2 separate regions of the Urocitellus parryii genome follow, and region 2 is linked to region 1. The links are chromatin contacts, called in public Hi-C maps. All regions are on one chromosome and are shown on one strand. Each heading gives the region's core, a stretch centred on a gene start, on an enhancer-like site or on the middle of the called end of the contact. The rest is flanking DNA. Distances are from core to core; before and after follow the strand shown. Region 1 holds the start of C4H9orf78 (chromosome 4 C9orf78 homolog). Region 2 holds the start of Gpr107 (G protein-coupled receptor 107).

Evidence for each region. A called contact is a pair of places that touch in the nucleus more often than the background predicts.
Region 2: a Hi-C map of liver shows a contact between it and region 1, with 5 times the contacts expected there. The contact joins the promoter of Gpr107 here to the promoter of C4H9orf78 in region 1. A contact is called at or near these places in 2 of 2 Hi-C or Micro-C datasets (liver and muscle).

What each region holds. Positions count from the first base shown.
Region 1 is chr4:205,605,712-205,611,418 of mUroPar1.hap1, forward strand. C4H9orf78 (chromosome 4 C9orf78 homolog) reads right to left here and starts at 2,859. Exons shown (of 9, transcript XM_026386411.2): 1 at 2,715-2,859; 2 at 2,293-2,352; 3 at 1,156-1,207; 4 at 745-815; 5 at 114-191. The coding sequence starts at 2,797. Usp20 (ubiquitin specific peptidase 20) reads left to right here and starts at 2,999. Exons shown (of 25, transcript XM_026386480.2): 1 at 2,999-3,061.
Region 2 is chr4:205,766,949-205,772,303 of mUroPar1.hap1, forward strand. It overlaps Gpr107 (G protein-coupled receptor 107), which reads left to right and starts at 3,684. Exons shown (of 18, transcript XM_026386357.2): 1 at 3,684-3,844. The coding sequence starts at 3,704.

The DNA of each region.
Region 1 (5,707 bases), core at 1,609-4,108:
TTTGGTGTCTTCTAGAGAACTCTAGAAATGTCAAATGTGACTAAGTATCATCTTAGACTTGTCTGACTTCAGCCCAGCTCCAGGTGCTCACAGCCAAACAGACTGGCACCTACATGTCTGCATCTTCATCCCTCCGGTTGGTTTCTGCAGAAAATGATGTCCCCAGATGAAGGTCCTCCTCTTCACTGATTCTGAAAGAGCAGTGAGGCAAAGACTCCAAGTTACCATTCAGTGTGGCCAGCTTGTATGATATAAGAATGAAACAAGGACACAACAGAAAGCACAATATTCTGTTTATGGCTGGGCAAAAAACATGACATGGTATGTATGATATACAAACTAAAATTAATGCCAACTATCTGTTGGCTTCTGGTGATACCTCTGGGAAATTTAAGCTTTGTAATATTTGAATATATTATTTTTAGAATGGTTTCGTGTTTGAAAGGTAATGAACAAAGCACTTTTACAAAGGGAGTCTACCTACTTGGCTCTGAGCTAAGTTTTAAAGTTTTGTTTCTTTTGAGTTGGGGGCAGGGGTTGGTGGGGACCAAACCTAGGGCCTGAGCATGCTAGGCAAGTGCCCTTCTTTTGTTTTTAAATAACATGCCCTTTGAAAAGCACAAAGGATACTTCTAGATGTTTCATGAAAAGTACTACTGCAGACCACCCTCCAACCCTTCTCTGAAGGTGCTTGGCCTGAGGCAGAGGCTGGCATGAATCTGCATCTGTCTACCCTCCACTTACTTATCTTTCCCCCTTTCCTTCAGTTTCTTCATGTCCACCATACCACCTGTCTTCATCTGAAAGGGATCATCCTGCAGAGAGCAAGCACAGTTAGAGGGAGCACCACAGCAAGAGCATGGCGATCACCATCATCATCATTATTTTTTTTTTCTAAAACACCAGGGATTGAACCCAGGGGTGCTTAATCACAGAGCTACATCCCTAAGCCTTTTTATTTTTTGAATAAAGGTCTTGCTAAGTTGCTTAGAGCCTCACTAAGTTGCTGAGGCTGACCCCAAACTTGTGATCCTCCTGCCTCATCCTCCAAGTGGCTGGGATTACAGGCGTGCATCACCATGTCCAGCAGTCATCACTGGTTTTAAGAACAGTCCCCTACAAAAGAGAAGCCACTGAGAGGACCCCATAACTTACCACTAGTGTGGTCTCTTCTTGTACCTTCTCTCCCACCAGCAGGGCAGCAGCACTGTGCAAAACAAAAGAAATCACAATTCAGCAATAAGGAGGAACAGTCAGAAATTTGTAGGATGCAATATAAGTATAAAGGGCAAGATCCGAGGGATAGAAAAGAAAGCCAGGTGGAAAGTCCCACAATTAAATTAAAATGAAATGGCTTACTGTGGATGCTGAGGGCGAGGGGGAAGTAGTACACTTTCCTATAAAACCATTCATCATGTCTTGGCCTGAAAATCTCATTTCTAAGATTTTGTCATCAAGGAAAGTGCAGTAAAAAAAGACAAATGCAAGAGAATATCTGCTTCAGCCATCTTCAATGGTGAAAATTTACAAATGACCTACATAGATTTGTTAATAAATTACAGCGCATAGTTCTGTTGGAATATTATACAGCCATTTTCTGAAAAGTATTCCACAATATGAGTGAATGCCCACAATGTTGTAATGAGTTGAAAAAAGCAAGAGAAAAAGTATGTATATCACATTGCTGAAAATCTTCACAAAAGAGAAAGAGGAAACAGACCGGAAAGAACCTTAAATGTTAACCTTAGTTACTTCTGGATCAGCAAATTATGAGTGCAGAGAGCAAGCATAAACATTATTTATCTATCTTTTGGTGCTGGGGATTGAAGCCAAGTGTTTTTAATCTATACGCAACATCCCCAATTCTTTATATTTTTTGAGATAGAGCCTCCCTAAGCTGCTGAGGGTTTAACCAAGTTGCTGAGACTGACTTTGAGCTTGTGATCCTCCTGCCTCAACCTCCCCAGTCACTGGAAGGTACTCTTTATTTGGACTATATTTTTCCAAATTTCCTAAACTCTTAATAATCAATGTGTATTTCACAAAATTAATCGGGTGAATTAAAGTGCAAGTTCATGACCTGTTTCTGTACCTCTGGAGCGTTCCCAGAGACCACTGTTCTCTGGACATGTGGTTAAGCGTCTACAAGCAACATTGGTCCCCTCTCCAAGCAGCAGAAGGTGTACGATGTGTTAATAAGAGCCATTTCTGAAATGTCTGGATGACAACTCAGGCAGGGGCGTGTCTGTCTTTACCACCGGCCAAGCACCCGGCTGTCCCCGTGGTACCCACCTCACCCCATTAGGCCTTTTTCTCAAGTTCTGCACTTCTCGGGTCTCTTCCAGTTTTAGCCTGGAAAAAAAAAAAAAAAAAAAAAAAGCAATGCCCAAGCTGAGAGATCATCCGTGGAACCCAGAGCCAACAGGCTGCTTGGAGGGCACCCTGACCCCAAGCAGAGCCGCCGCACAGTGGTCAAGAGGGTGACCCTGCGCCTCGGACCCCTGGGAGTCAGATCCAGGCATATCCCGGGGCACCACCCCCATCTGTGCGGCCTGGGGCGACGGCCTCATACCCAGGAGCCTCAATTTCTTTGTCCAGAAGGAACAACAGCCCCAGCTCACAGTTAACTCAGTCTAGGAAGCGCCCGGTCAGCGGTCAGTCTCCCGTGCCAGTTTCTCTTTTCTAGGTCGGTGGAAGCCCCGCCCCAAACGCACCGAACCTCCTCCGAATCCTGCTCATCTTCCTCCGACTCAGAGTCGGCCCGGCGCCGGCGAAACATCTTCCCGGTGACCGGCATGGTGGAACCGGCCCCGGGTCCGGCAGCCGCGCCGCCGCGCCAAGTTCCGGGCCGCTTCCGGCGCGCGGCGTTGCTGTCAGAGCGCCGATCACGCCCCCTGGGCGCCCCGCCCCGGGGCCCGCCCCCAACGTGGCGTCGTCCTCTTCCGATTGGGCGGCCGAGGTGGGGGAGGCGGGGCGAGTTCTGCCTGGCCCCACGGCCCGGAGCGGCGCTGCTGAGGGCGCGCTTGACTGACAGGCGGCGGCGGCGCGGTGGCGACGGCAGGTGAGTTCCGGGCCGCCGCCGGCTGCTTCGGGGGCTGGGCCTCTCCGAGCAGGGAAGACCCCCAGTCCCTCTCTGGGCCTTGGGGCCTGGCGCTGCTAGATGCGCGGAACGCCCAGCCAGGTGAGCGGAGCCCGGGATGCCCTGGTCGCCGCCGCCCCTCTCCCCGCCTCCGGCCGGCGCCTGGGGGGCCTCCCGGGCGCCGCGCATCGAGCCCCCGAGGGCCCGTGGCTTCCTCCAGACGGGGGCCGCCCTGGTCTCTGGCTTCTGCTGAGGCCTGACCCAGCGCTGAAAGCGTGCGCGTGGCGTCCTGAGGCGCTGACTTTTATTTCCCCCGGCTTTGGGCCCTGACGTGCATTTTTTCCCCTTTAGGGACAAAAGATGACCACTCTCCCACGGTGGTGAATTTCAGTCGCAGCGCCCACTGCCTGAGGCCGCCTCTCCCCGAGAGATGCCTCGCCTCGGCTGACAGCCACTCGGAGGGTTGGAGACCAGGGCGCTCTTCCTCGGGCGCTTGCTGGCCTCCTTCCTACCTGACACAGGCCTTGTCTTCCTCCTGCCAGGAGGACAGGCGCTCTGCCCTCCACACCTTCCACCCCGCAGATGCTGTGAGGATAAAGTTTATATGAAAACGGGTGTCAGCAAATGCTTAGGAAATAGAAAAATGCAAAAAAATGCTCATGGGACTTTAGGAACCCCTTAGTAATAGTTTTTCTCCTCTCCTCTCTATTCTCCTTTGAAAGAAGACTCGATTGTTAGTGCTTACTGGGGCAGGCACTGGCGAAGTCTTACCTCCTTGATTTCTCCCAGCAGTCCTGGGAAGCAGGTTCAGTTGTTTTCTACTTCATGAACGAGGGTGCACAGCCTGAAGGTGGAGCAGGGGTCAGTGCAGGTGTCGATCTGCTCCAGGGGTTGTGCAGTACCTGGCACAGTTGGCTTCTGTGGGTGTCTACGGCTGCAGCTGCTGCGGCTCCCATTGGCTGTGGGAGGGGCTGATGGAGCCTCTTTTTTTCTGGAAGATCATTCTAAAGCAGGGCAACATTTCTGGAATTCCTTACTTTTCTCTGGATCAGTCTTCTCTGAGATTGTTGTTCTCTTTCTTGGACTGGGACAAATAAGATTCAGGGCTTCTTGAAACAGCCTTTTGGCTTCAGTCGAAAGCCATACATCAAAAGTCTTAAGTCTTGCCCTCTGCATTCTGTTTTTTTTTTTTTTTTTTTTTTTTTTTTTTAGAGAGAGTGAGAGAGGAGAGAGAGAGAGAGAGAGAATTTTTTTTTAATATTTATTTTTTTTTTTAGTTCTCGGCGGACACAACATCTTTGTTGGTATGTGGTGCTGAGGATCGAACCCGGGCCGCACGCATGCCAGGCGAGCGCGCTACTGCTTGAGCCACATCCCCAGCCCCTTGCCCTCTGCATTCTGGTTCAGCCAAACCCAGATGTACCTGGCACTCACTGGACACCCTGTCCTTGTCAACAGAAGGAGAGGCTCCTTGGGAATTGCTGCAGGAAGCCAGGAACTCAGGGTCTTCAGCTCTCACACTTTTAGAGGTGGCTTTGTTTGCCTGCTTAGCCCCCCTCCCATCTGGGGGTACTGGATACCATTTAGAAGCTGGGGTGTGGCTCAGTAGAAGAGCACTTGCCTAGTATGCATGAGGCCCTGGGTTCCAACCCCAGCACCACAAAAGAGTAATGCCCAAAAGTGGCAGTTATCAGTCTGACAGTGGGTGGCAGGACTGAGGGACTGCAGTCCCTCTGTCTTGTCAGGCCGGTTTGAGGAATGAGACTGCTTCTCAGAAGGGGCCTCCAGGAAATTTAGGTTCTCTTGTGTTTTAATTTTATTTGGGAGTTTGGTTGTTCAAAAAGCCTGGGTTTTGATTGGTTCACTAGCTTTTCGTAGCAATAGATGAAATCGTGACATGGTTCAGGGAACATGATGTCTGGATGGATTGGGATCCAGTAGAGTGATACAGTTCATAGCTCAGCCATAGTAGGTATTTAATAAATGCTTGTTGGACCAATTTATTTATTCAGGAGATATTTACTGTGGAGCATGCCTGTGAACTCCAGCTACTTGGGAGGCTGAGGCAAAAGAATTACAAATTCAAGGCCAGTTCAGCAACTTAGCTCCTGTCTTAAAAAAAAAAAATTAAAAAGGACAGGGCCATAGCTCAGTGGTAGAGCACCCATGGGTTCAATTCCCAGTTTGAAGGAAAAAAAAGTAAAGAAAAAGGGATATTTACTGAGCATTTACTACGTGAGTCAGACACTGCTTAAAATACATCAGTGAGCAAAAGAGACATAAGATCCCAATTGTAGTGGAATTTTTTATTCTGATAACTTAGTAAATAAAGTATGTAAGTGTGTTAGGTAGTAAATACTTTGGAAAAGAGGAAAAAATGGAAAACTGCAAAGAAATCAGCCATGGAGGGGACCAAGTGGAAGATTTAAATTATTGTAATCTGGTTCATGCTCTAGTTGGCAATGTGCCAGGATGCAGTGAACTGAGCTACAGGCCCCAGGTTCGAGTCCCACTTCAGCTGGCTTGTGAGTCTGGAGGAGCCTTCCCTGCTGGGAGTCTGCTTCCTCCTTAGAGAACCTGCTTTGCCTTATACTAGCTCTGAGACCTCTGGCATGAGCCTCTGACCTT
Region 2 (5,355 bases), core at 2,434-4,933, 160 kb after region 1:
AATCTCAGAATATGGAAAAATAACTAAACTTAAAAATCACCTTTGCCTTTAAGGGTAGTTTCAAACAGAAGTGAGAATCACCTGACTTTAATGTCTTCTTGCTACCTAAAAGAAATGTCACTTATTTTACATTATTGTGTTCTTTCATATTGCTGATTTTTAAATATTTTGGTGCTGGGACTTGAACCCAAGACCTGTCACACGCTAAGCATGTACTGCACCACTGGGCTACACTCCCAGCAGCTGCTTTTAAAAATGCTTTTTGAAAGCTTCTTTAGCATTACATTTCATAACATACCACAGTCAGACTCTGGGCTTTCCCTTTTTTAAAAAGTAAAATTCTAAGAATGAGAAAGCAACGTGTGATAAAGTACAAGAAACCCAGAGCCAATTCTAAAGCAGCTGAGATTCCAGTCCTGTTTTGTTGTTTGTCTTGTTGGTAGAGGTGGTAGTTGGGGGTTTTTGTTGTTTTGGGGTGGGGGGTGGGTTACTGAAAATTGAACCCCAAGACACTTAACCACTGAGCCACATCCCCAGCCTTTTTTACTTTGAGGCAGGGTCTTACTAAATTGCTGAGGCCTCAAACTTAAGATCCTCCTTCCTCAGCCTCCCTAGTTATGGAATTACAAGTGTGTACCACTGAGCCCATCTCCAGCTTCTTAAAAATCACTCAACTCATTGTCTGATCTTCCTTGCTTTTTTCCCCCAGGGCTGAGGACTGAACTCAGGGGAATGCGCATGCTAGGCAAGCCCTCTGCCATTGAACTAAATCTCTAGCTCCTGGTTGTCTGATCATGAGCAAGTCATTTAAGTTCCCTGGAATTGTTTTCACATCTATTAAATAAGGTAGATGGATCTTCAACTGCCTTAGCTAAGGACCCTTCCAGCCTACTATAGTATGTAAACACCTTTTCTTTACAACAATGCAGGACAGAGATTATGTGCTAGGCTTTGTAAACAGGGCCTGGAGGAGGAGTTCCAGCTGAGTCATTCATAAATGAGTAGAGTCCCTGAATAGATTAATCAATCCATCCAAGCCCCATCAGAAAACACAAGGGAATTAAAATATATACCTAATCCAAGTGTGGTGGCACATGCCTGTAATCCCAGTAATTTGGAGACTGAGGCAACAGGATCACAAGTTCAAAACTTGTCTCAGCAGCTAGGTGAGGCCTTAATTATAAGCATTTTAGCAAAACCCTGTCTCAAAATTAAAAAGGGTGATTAAGTGCCCCTGGGTTTAATCCCCAGTATCAAAACAAACCCAAACCAAACCTTTATAAGGTTTTTGTGATGCTAAGTAAGATAATGTGTGGAGTCATAAAAATAATAATTCTAGAGTTTCTTATTCTCATTCTGTTCACACATGACTGACATTCAAAATAGATGGCCAAAGATCAGAGGTTGGGAGAGAAAGGGAATATATACATTATATTATTACTACTTTTTTTTTTTTTTGGTACCAGGGATTTAACCCAGGGGCACTTAACCACCAAGCCACAACTTTTTTTTTTTTTTTTTAAATACGTTTTATGAGAGAAAGGGTCTTGCTGAGTTGCTTAGGGCCTAAATTGATGAGGCTGGGTTTGAACTCTCCATCCTCCTGCTTCAGCCTCCCAACTCATTGGGATTACAGGACTGAGCCTCTGTGCCCAGCAAGAAAGGGAATTCTCTGCCCACTAGCAATCATTGCCTTTCCTGTGGTGACCAACCAAGACATTTTAGGATAAACTGCAATCTTCTTGGCTCCAGCTCAGCTTCCCACTTCTGTCTTTGCAAAGAGTATGACAGAACTCTTCCTACTGGTGTTTGAGTTAAGGGAAAAATTCAGATTCAGGACCAAGATGGCACAAAACTAGCCGGGTGAGATGGCCCACGCCTGTGATCCCAGCAACTCTGGAGCCTGAGGCAGGAGGATGGTGTGTGCAAGGCCAGCTGGGAACTTGGGAAGATCCTGTCCCACAACAAACTTTTTGCTGGGGTTGTAGCTCAGTGGTAGAGCGCTTGCCTCGCATGCATGAGGCACTGGGTTCGATCCTCGGCACCACATAAAAAATAAATAAATAAAGATTTTTTAAAAATCTTTTTCTTTAAAGGGCTAAGGTACAGCTTAGTGGTAGAGTGCTTATCTAGCATGCACGAGACCCAGGGTTCTAGCCCCAGTACCTCAAAAAACAAACAAACAAAAAAAACGCTAGTACACTGGTAGTCACTTGGTATTGGGATTCTTGGTGGTTTATTTTTCCTCTTCTACTTAAATGGTTACACACACACACAAAGCATATATTACTTGTGTGGCAAGCTAAAAACAAGACTCTAAAAACTAAACAAACCTGGCTACTCAGGAGGCAAAGCTAACAAGCATGTTCTTCTATAACTCCTTGATAAAGAAAGAAAGGTGAGTGAAGGGGTCTACTGCCCAGCCCTTCCATTAAGGAGGTCCTGATAAGTTCCAATGACCAGGAAGGTGTCCAAACAGAATAAGAGAAAAATATTAAGACGGAGACTCCTCTGGTGGGTTGAAATGGCCAAAAGGAATTCAACACAGGGCTGGTTTCTTTTTTGTTTTCGTTTCTTTGTGTAGGGGCTGGAAATGGAACTCAGGGCCTGGGGCACACTTGGCAAGGGCTCTACCACTGAAATATGCTCTCAGCCCCAACTCTCCCCCCCCCACCCCACATTTTTTATTGGTGCATTATAATCGTACATAACGATGGTATTTGTTGTTACACACTCGACATGCACACAATATGGCAAGATAATTTGGCCAACATCCCTCCCCAGCACTTCCCCGCTCCCTGCCCTCCTCCCACACCCTGGGCCCTTTCCACTACTGACCCATCGCCCTCTGATTTTCTGGAGATCTCTGCCCCGCCCCCGACCTTTCTTTCCCCCTTTCCTCTGCAGCTTCTACATAAGAGAAAACAAACGACTCGACCTTCTGAGTTTGGCTTATTTTGCTAAACACAATGGTGTCTACTTCCATCCATTTTTCTGTAAATTATATAATTTCGTTCTTCTTTATGGCTGAATGCAACTCCGCTGTGTGTGGACACCACGTTTTCTCGACCCCTTCGTCTCCGACGGACGCCGCGGCAGGTTCGGCTGCAGTGCGTGGTCCCAGCCCCGGTTCTCAGAGCTTCCAGTGATCCCCGGCTCCAGCGGGAACACAGGCTGCATTTCTAGAGCCCGGGTTGGCGAGACTGTGGAGCGGGGCGAGGAAAACACCTACCTCCCGTCTCACCAGCTCGTCCCAGGGAGTGAGCTGCTGCAGGGGTCCCAGCACGCCCCCCTGCTGCACCCACTTCTGCAGAGATTCCGTGGGAAGGGCCCGGAGGGCACCCAAGGGACCCAGCCACTCAGGGCTTCCCCACGCTTCCCACCCCGGACGCCGGTGCAGTCAGAGCCGCCGCCTCCCCGCCCGGGCTGCTCCGGAGCCCCGCGAGGCGGCGGTCGGCCCCGGAGGCCGCCGTCGCCATGGCAACAACCTCGGCGTCCCCGGCGGCCTGGCCTCCGTCGGCTGACCACAAAGTCCGCGCCGAGGAGGCTGTTGGGTGACCCGGTGGGCGGCCCTCGGGCGAGACCACTCCCGAGCCCGTGGGATTCCTGCCGCGCGCCCCCTCCCCGGGCCCTTCCGGTGGCCGTCGCCCTTTGACCCCGGAAGTGGGCGGGAGAGGAAACAGCTGGTGATGCTGGAACCAACATGGCCGCCCCTCGGCCCCTTGGCCCCTCGGGCTCCCGCCGTCTTCGGCTGGCCGCGGGCCTCCGGCTGCTCCCGGTCCTGGGGCTGCTGCAGCTGCTGGCCGGGCCCGGCCTGGGCCGCGTCCACCACCTGGCACTCAAAGTAAGGGCGGGCCGGGAGGGCCGGGGCCACTCCCGGGCCGGGCAGCTCGGGCCCGCGGCCTCTGAGCACGGGGCACCGGCTCCGGCCCGGTCCCGGGAGGGCGGGGGGCTGCGGGCCGTGGGGCCGGGCCGCTCCACCGCGCCCGCCGGGTCCCGGCTCTGTCCTCGCAGCCGGCCGGCCGCTCTCCTCACCCGCTTTACCTCGTCCCTGCTCCGCCGGCTCCGCCTCCGCGCCCCGGTGTCTGCGGGCCCGAGCCGCGCGGAACCAGCCCCGGTGTACCGGTTAGGTTCGGGGCGCGCACGGCGCCGAGCGACCGCAGTGAGCTTCTCCGGAGGAATGTCACTCCTCGTTCGAACTACTTACCCGCAGTCCCCCAAGTAGGGGGCCTGGCGCCTCTTCCCGGCTCCCGTCAGCCAGCTTCATGATGGGCCTGGGCTCTGGCCTTGGAAGGCACCGGTGAAAGTCCTCCAAGGCGGACACGTAACGACCCGGTGGTTCCACAGGTTAATTAATACACATGGGGAATAGGAAAGAGCATCGTTATGACCCGAAGCCAGTGTACAGTTTTCTAAGAAGTTTGTGGGTTGCACGAAGTTCGTCTTGTAACCGTGACGCTGTATTTTGGGAATGCAGGCAGTTTAAAGAATCCAGATTTCAGATTTGAAAGCTTGGCCAGATCCATAAAAATTGCCGTGAATAAAATGGTTTTTAATCCCAGAAGGATGGTGGATCTTAGTTCCCTTTGAGAATCTGCTGAGAGCGGAGAAGTGCACGTTGAAATCTGGGCAAAACTTTGGTGGGCTGTCTGAGGCTTCATAATCCTGTCCCAGGTTTCCCACTCCAGGTTCAGAACACCCTGTCTTTAAAATTCTCTCTTAGAGGACGATATCTGGTCTTAGATGAAGTAGTGTCGTTGAGTTCATACAGTTTATAAGTTGTTGGCAAAACTAGCAGTAGGACACACTGGGACCTCTCCTTCTAGCTCCCAGTCCAGTGCTCTTCTTTTTACATCTCTGGATTTAAAACACCGGGTGCCTGGCCTCATTGATATAGGAAAGTATTCCTGTAAAGCGGTAGAAGCAAACTGAATTGGCTTAATTCTGGTGATTGATTTCTCCCTGTGATGCTAAATTATTTAATGATTTTATCTTTGTAACATGTTTCAAAAATAGTATTGTGCTCATTCTGTAATCAGTACTGGAATTTTGAATTTTCTCGTAAACATTCTAATTTCTTGTCCAAGAAAATGAAAATCACCTGAAGAGAATTTTTTGGAACAGTATTAGATTGTCTTGTTTTGCTTGAAATTGAAATAGGAATCCCACTGGAACCTGGACTGAAAAGAATAGCCTGAAGAGGTTCCTGAATATCAGGAATATGCATTGATCTTTACATACAAACAAACAAACAAACAAAAAGACCTTATCAGGGAGAATCTCAAGTACTCCAGCATGGGCAGAGTTGTATAATCAGCTTCCATGTACCTGTCACCCAGCCTCAATAACCATCAA